Linked DNA regions of Mus musculus: region 2 is linked to region 1. A link is a contact called in public promoter capture Hi-C data. All regions are on one chromosome and are shown on one strand. Each heading gives the region's core, a stretch centred on a gene start, on an enhancer-like site or on the middle of the called end of the contact. The rest is flanking DNA. Distances are from core to core; before and after follow the strand shown.

The links. Capture Hi-C pulls out chosen DNA fragments and counts their contacts.
Region 2: a contact with region 1 is called in a promoter capture Hi-C map of liver. The contact joins the promoter of Msantd1 here to the promoter of Htt in region 1. A contact is called at or near these places in 4 of 39 promoter capture datasets (the HPC-7 cell line, embryonic stem cells, second pharyngeal arch cranial neural crest and 1 more), 1 of 484 Hi-C or Micro-C datasets (the MNK3 cell line), 1 of 115 datasets of contacts at active chromatin or transcription factors (memory CD8 T cells) and 3 of 9 other capture datasets (adipose tissue, embryonic stem cells and liver).

What each region holds. Positions count from the first base shown.
Region 1 is chr5:34,760,327-34,763,362 of GRCm38.p6, forward strand. Htt (huntingtin) reads left to right here and starts at 1,414. Exons shown (of 67, transcript NM_010414.3): 1 at 1,414-1,783. The coding sequence starts at 1,581.
Region 2 is chr5:34,914,335-34,917,370 of GRCm38.p6, forward strand. Msantd1 (Myb/SANT-like DNA-binding domain containing 1) reads left to right here and starts at 1,581. Exons shown (of 3, transcript NM_207277.1): 1 at 1,581-3,036.

The DNA of each region.
Region 1 (3,036 bases), core at 164-2,663:
GGAGTGCCTTATGGCCATGGAATAGGGCATTTGATTCTTACAGGTAGCCTGAAGCTTCATTGGGTTTCTCACTGCATGGATCACCTCCAGACAGCTTTTTCTGAAGCCGGAACGGTTTTGTTTGTTTGTTTGAGACAGGGTTTCTATGTAGCTCTGGCTGTCCTGGAACTCACTTTGTAGAACAGGCTGACCTATAACTCAGAGATCTGCCTGCCTCTGCCTCCAGACTGCTGAGATTAAAGGTGTGTTCTATCACTGCTTGGCTTTTTCCTTTTCCTTTTTCTTTTGAGACAAGTTCTGATACAGCCCATGCTGACTTGAATTCACTATGAAGCCAAGGAAAACCTGGAACTCCTGATCCTCGTTCTACCTGCAGAGTACATGATTACCACCCCTGGTTTATAAAATGCAGGGATTGAACTCAGAGCTTCGTGCATGCTACTCAAAAAGCATTCTACAAGTGCTGTGATTAAAGGCATGCACCACCATGCCCGGTTGAAGCCAACACTTTTTGCTGGGCAGACTGCAGGGGCAGCTTGGGTGTATCCACACCATTTTCAGCTTCCTGCTTTAATTGCTCACCTTTGGGAGATGGAGGCTCTAGAGACAAGGACTTCAGCGCTGGTGGCAATGAGACCCCTTGTAGGTCCTGGCTGGTTGCCACAGCACTTTCCAGGGTCCGTGTCTCAATGTAGAGTGTGTGACCAAAGTTGCATGAAACACAGCCTTTCTTTGGACAGTAACTACTGCTGCCTGCCTGAAACCCTTTCTCAGCCTTCGCTGCCTGCTTGAAACCCTTTCTCAGCCTTCTCTACTGCAGACACTTCTGGGGCTTCGGGGTCCACGGATCATAAAGGGTTCTTTGGTCCTGAATACAGGTCACTCTGGTTCCCTTCTCATTGCAGGGAGCTCCCAGCACGCTGCGTTCGGGAAGCTCAGGCCACCACCTGGCTTGTGGAAGAGAGAGCTGCTTTGGGTTTCGGGTTCCGAGCTCCACAATCGCTTTCCCGGTGACTCCAGGTGTAGGGTGGCTTTACGCAGGAAAATTTCTTCGCTGTCATTCCCCTTTCCAACCTTTTCTTCCTTCCGGGTCTCCCCAACTCCTCTGCCCACCTCCTCACTTCTTTTCTATCGCTGGTGCCAGGGAGCCGCCCTAAAGCCCACTCTCCGCTCAGCTCCGTCCCTCATCTAGCAGCCCGCCCCGCCCACCTCATCCTCTTGCTTGGCCCTCTTCACTAAGGGGGGCTGGCTTTTGCGGGAAGGGGCGGGGCCACATCGGCGGGGCGGAGAGTCTTAAACTAGCAGAGGCCCCGCAGGCCTGCGTCCTGACTTCGGGAAAGAGGACGACGCATCCGCCTGTCAATTCTGCGGGTCTGGCGTGGCCTCGTCTCCGCCGGCATGACGTCACGGGACGCACTCGCCGCGAGGGTTGCCGGGACGGGCCCAAGATGGCTGAGCGCCTTGGTTCCGCTTCTGCCTGCCGCGCAGAGCCCCATTCATTGCCTTGCTGCTAAGTGGCGCCGCGTAGTGCCAGTAGGCTCCAAGTCTTCAGGGTCTGTCCCATCGGGCAGGAAGCCGTCATGGCAACCCTGGAAAAGCTGATGAAGGCTTTCGAGTCGCTCAAGTCGTTTCAGCAGCAACAGCAGCAGCAGCCACCGCCGCAGGCGCCGCCGCCACCGCCGCCGCCGCCTCCGCCTCAACCCCCTCAGCCGCCGCCTCAGGGGCAGCCGCCGCCGCCACCACCGCCGCTGCCAGGTCCGGCAGAGGAACCGCTGCACCGACCGTGAGTCCGGGCGCCGCAGCTCCCGCCCGGGCCCCGCGCCCCTGGCCTGCGTGCTGGGCATGGCCAACACTGTTCCCTGTCCAGAGGGTCGCGGTACCTCCCTGAGGCCAGGCTTTCCCGGCCCGGGCCCTCGTCTTGCGGGGTCTCTGGCCTCCCTCAGAGGAGACAGAGCCGGGTCAGGCCAGCCAGGGACTCGCTGAGGGGCGTCACGACTCCAGTGCCTTCGCCGTTCCCAGTTTGCGAAGTTAGGGAACGAACTTGTTTCTCTCTTCTGGAGAAACTGGGGCGGTGGCGCACATGACTGTTGTGAAGAGAACTTGGAGAGGCAGAGATCTCTAGGGTTACCTCCTCATCAGGCCTAAGAGCTGGGAGTGCAGGACAGCGTGAGAGATGTGCGGGTAGTGGATGACATAATGCTTTTAGGAGGTCTCGGCGGGAGTGCTGAGGGCGGGGGAGTGTGAACGCATCCAATGGGATATTCTTTTTCCAAGTGACACTTGAAGCAGCCTGTGACTCGAGGCACTTCGTACTCTCCTGGCGTTTCATTTAGTTTGTGGTGTAGTGTAGTTAAACCAGGTTTTAAGCATAGCCAGAGAGGTGTGCTTCTGTGTGTCTGCAGGCAGTTGGATGAGTTGTATTTGTCAAGTACATGGTGAGTTACTTAGGTGTGATTATTAATAAAAAACTATATGTGTGCATATATATGAAAGAGTCGACTTATACTTAACTGCCTATCGATTTTTTGTTCTATATAAAACGGATACATTGGTGGTGCTCAGTTTTCACCGGGGAATGAATTTTACTAGTGTTGCAGACAGGCTTGTTTTAGAACATAGGCCACTCTGACTCTGACTTTGTGCCAGTAAAAGTTCCTGTTTAGTTCTTTGCTGACATCTTATAGATCTTTGGAAGCTAGCTGCTTGTGACTGGAGAGAATATTGAAACAGAAGAGAGACCATGAGTCACAGTGCTCTAAGAGAAAAGAGACGCTCAAAACATTTCCTGGAAATCCATGCTGAGTGTTGAGCCCTGTGCTCTCTTGCAGCTCAGTCCTTTCTCTCAACTCTGGGCATTTTATTTCTAATCTGGATTTGTATAATTAATAAGGAGAACTTTTGGGAACAACCTACTAAAGAATGTCATCATTAAAACTCACTTAGAAAATAAGTGTTCTGGTGATATCATTGAGCTATGTTCCCAGTCCTGAGAGTTTGTTTTTTTTTTTTTTTTTAAATAAAGATTTGGGGAGAAAA
Region 2 (3,036 bases), core at 331-2,830, 150 kb after region 1:
GGCCACAAAGGCAGAGTGTCAAAGGTTAAGAGTCTGGACTCCTTATTGACGTGTGATAGCAACGTCTAACGTGCAAGCTAAACTACCTAGCTGCCCAGGCCTCTATCCCAGGCTAGGTTGTAAGGCCCCAGGAATTGCTGTGACAATCCAATTCTAAGGTAGGTCATAATCCCTCTCACTACCCACCACAGAGATAAGCTGTGCCTCACTAACCACCCAGAGCAGTTCAAACGCCTTAGTGCTCCAAAGCTTCCTAGACCCATGTCCTACTACCTTAGTCAAGGCTGTACTTAGCCACTGTCACATGTACACACATTTCATACACTTCCAGGCCTTTGTCAAGTCTTCAACCCCTAAATTTCTCCCACCAGTACAGGCTCAGTTCTCTCAAAAGTTACCTGGCATCCCACTAAAACTGGTCATTTTCTACTCTGGCTTCTATCAATATAGGCTGAGCTTGGCTGCTATCACCCTAGTCAGGCCTGGTTTCTTGCATCCTGAACAGGTTCCATAAATACAAGTTTCAGATTTGCCCCACACTCATTATGTAGAGGGGAAACCAAACCCAGGGAGCCTAAGTAGGTTTCGCCAGCTCACAACAGAACCAGTCTTGACCCCATTCAGAGTGCCTGGCCTCTCTTAAGAGATACTTTCTAAAGCTGACCTGCCCCCTTTCCCTTCAGGTTCTACTGGGGACCTAGTCCTCAGCCTCCTGCCTTCTCATCCTGTGACAACTGAGGGTCCTAGCAGGCCATGCAGCTGTGTCAAGGTATGGAACTCTACCCTGAATAGAAATAGGAAATGTCCCACCCTAGGTAGGGGCAGCTGAGGCTTGGACAAACACCTGTTCATTCTTGTCCATGGAAGCCAGGCAAGGACTCTGCTCTAGGAGGTGCCTCCACAAAGGCCACTTTGTACCTGGGACTGCTGATGCCCACATGCCTGAGAAGAGGAGGTGGGAGCCCATCTTACCCCCATCTAGGTGTCAACCAAAGTGTTATGTTGGTATGGAGTAGCTCCTGCCAGGCTGGCTCTGGTGCCTTCTATATCCTGGAACTTGGGCAAGCAGCTGTTATAGATCTTTCCTCTTCAGCCATCTAACTATAGGACCTTGAGTAATGGCAGTGATATCCATTAGCCAACAGATAGCCACTGGTCTGGCTTTGAACACTCCAGACACTCTAAGGAAATTTGTAGAAAGGACTAAGAGATGGCGGATGAGGACCTAGGATCTCCCCATATCCCTTAGGCCAACATTTTGCTAAGTCATTTATAGTCATTTAGCCGGCTCTTGTTATTTTAGAGATGAGGACACTGAGGCTGGAATCCATTGCTAAGGTCACACAGAGCTAGGTTTAAAAGCTAGCAGCTTGAAGCTAAGCATAGTGACAATACACTTTTAATTCCAGTACTCGGGAGGCAGAGACAGGGCCAGCCTAGTATATACATACTGAGTTTTTAGGCCCCAGGTTGTGCTTGTCTTGTCTTTCCTTGTTAGCTGGAGATGCTGTCTGTGGAGGCAGTAGGGCAGGTTCCTAGTTCCTTGCTCCTCAAGGATCAATCTTCTGAGCCTAAAGAACAGGGGGTCCTTCCTGGAGGAAGGAGGTAATTTCTAGGCACTGAGCTCTGAGAACCAGACCCAGGTTCCATGCTCAGCACTAGGGGGCAGCAATGAACCAGCAGGCCAGTAGTATGCCTGGCATGCTCAGTATCTATCTGACTTTGGCAGGAAGAGGAGTTTTTGCAGACCTTCTGGGTACTCTTTTAGGAGAAATGGAACAATCGTGGGTATCTGTCTGCTAGCTCAGCAGTAGGAAGTCCCAAAATGACTCCCAAGGTTCAGAGAGGAAGCCTGACATTCACCTGAACCTATGAAATGACAGCAAGACCTCCAGGGGCAACCCTCTGCCTCCTTTTCATTTCTAATTTTGGATTGAAACTCAGGTCACTCCCCCTACCCAGTAAGTTACTGACTATGCTCCTTACAGTGGACACAGGAAGCCCAGAGACATTGCTTTCTCCAGTCTAAGTTCTTCCTATCTTTGATCAGGCAGGGGGAAAGCCAACAAAGACCACTGTTGTTCTGCTGACCAGAGAGTTTTAACTAGTTGTTTGGAGACCAGGCATGACTACCAATAGAGTACTGGGCCCAGAGAGTCTAGGATCAGACTAGACTGTGTGTCCACAACAGCCAGCCTAGCATGAGGGTCTTAGGTCCATGTAGTCTCATTTGTGACTTGCCTTCCAGATGTTAGCTATTGATGCCCTGTGGTAACTTTCCCCTCTGCGGATTCCACATTCTACATTCTTGCTCTGCTGCCTCCTCAGCCTGAGGTCCCTGCCTAGCCCTGTGGGCATATTAACCCTTCCTCTTGATGTTTTGCCTGTCCCCACCCCAACACTGCTGTGTCTCTTGAGGACTAGCCCTGCTCAGGACATTGAAGTTACCCTCTGACTGCAGCCACTTTTCCTCAGCTGAGGGGCCTCCTCAGCTCAGCTCGGTTTGCCCCTTCCGTCAGGGCTGTGCTTATGCTTCTCCCCATGTTGAAGGTCAACATCTGTGTCCTTCAGGCCGGCATGGCTAGGCAAGGTCTAGCTCTGACTTGCCTGGCTTCCCAGCACCCACACAACCTGACACCCAGGGGGTTGCATTAGTTAAACAAGAGAAGCAGAGTCAATGGGGAGAAGGCTGGGCCCTATGAGGACCGGCTTCAGTAAAGCTTGGCAGGCCTCTGAGAAGAGGGTGACCTCTCAGCAAGGACCTCACCACACGAACAGCCATCAAGGCAGTATCAGGGCCTCCACCTCCTTTGTAACCCTGCACCTTATGTCTCAGCATACTACTTGCCCATCTTGGGCCTCCCTGGACTCTAACCTATATAAATCAGGTGGGGCTGAGGTAGGGACTACTGCCTAGATGCCCATGTAGGAGCCTGTCAGGCACAGTGAAAGCAAGTCTCTTCTGGGGCCTAGAGGGCCAGCAGGGTGGGAGGAGGGCTGGGAGCCACAGTGGGCTTGGGTACAGCCTCTCACTGC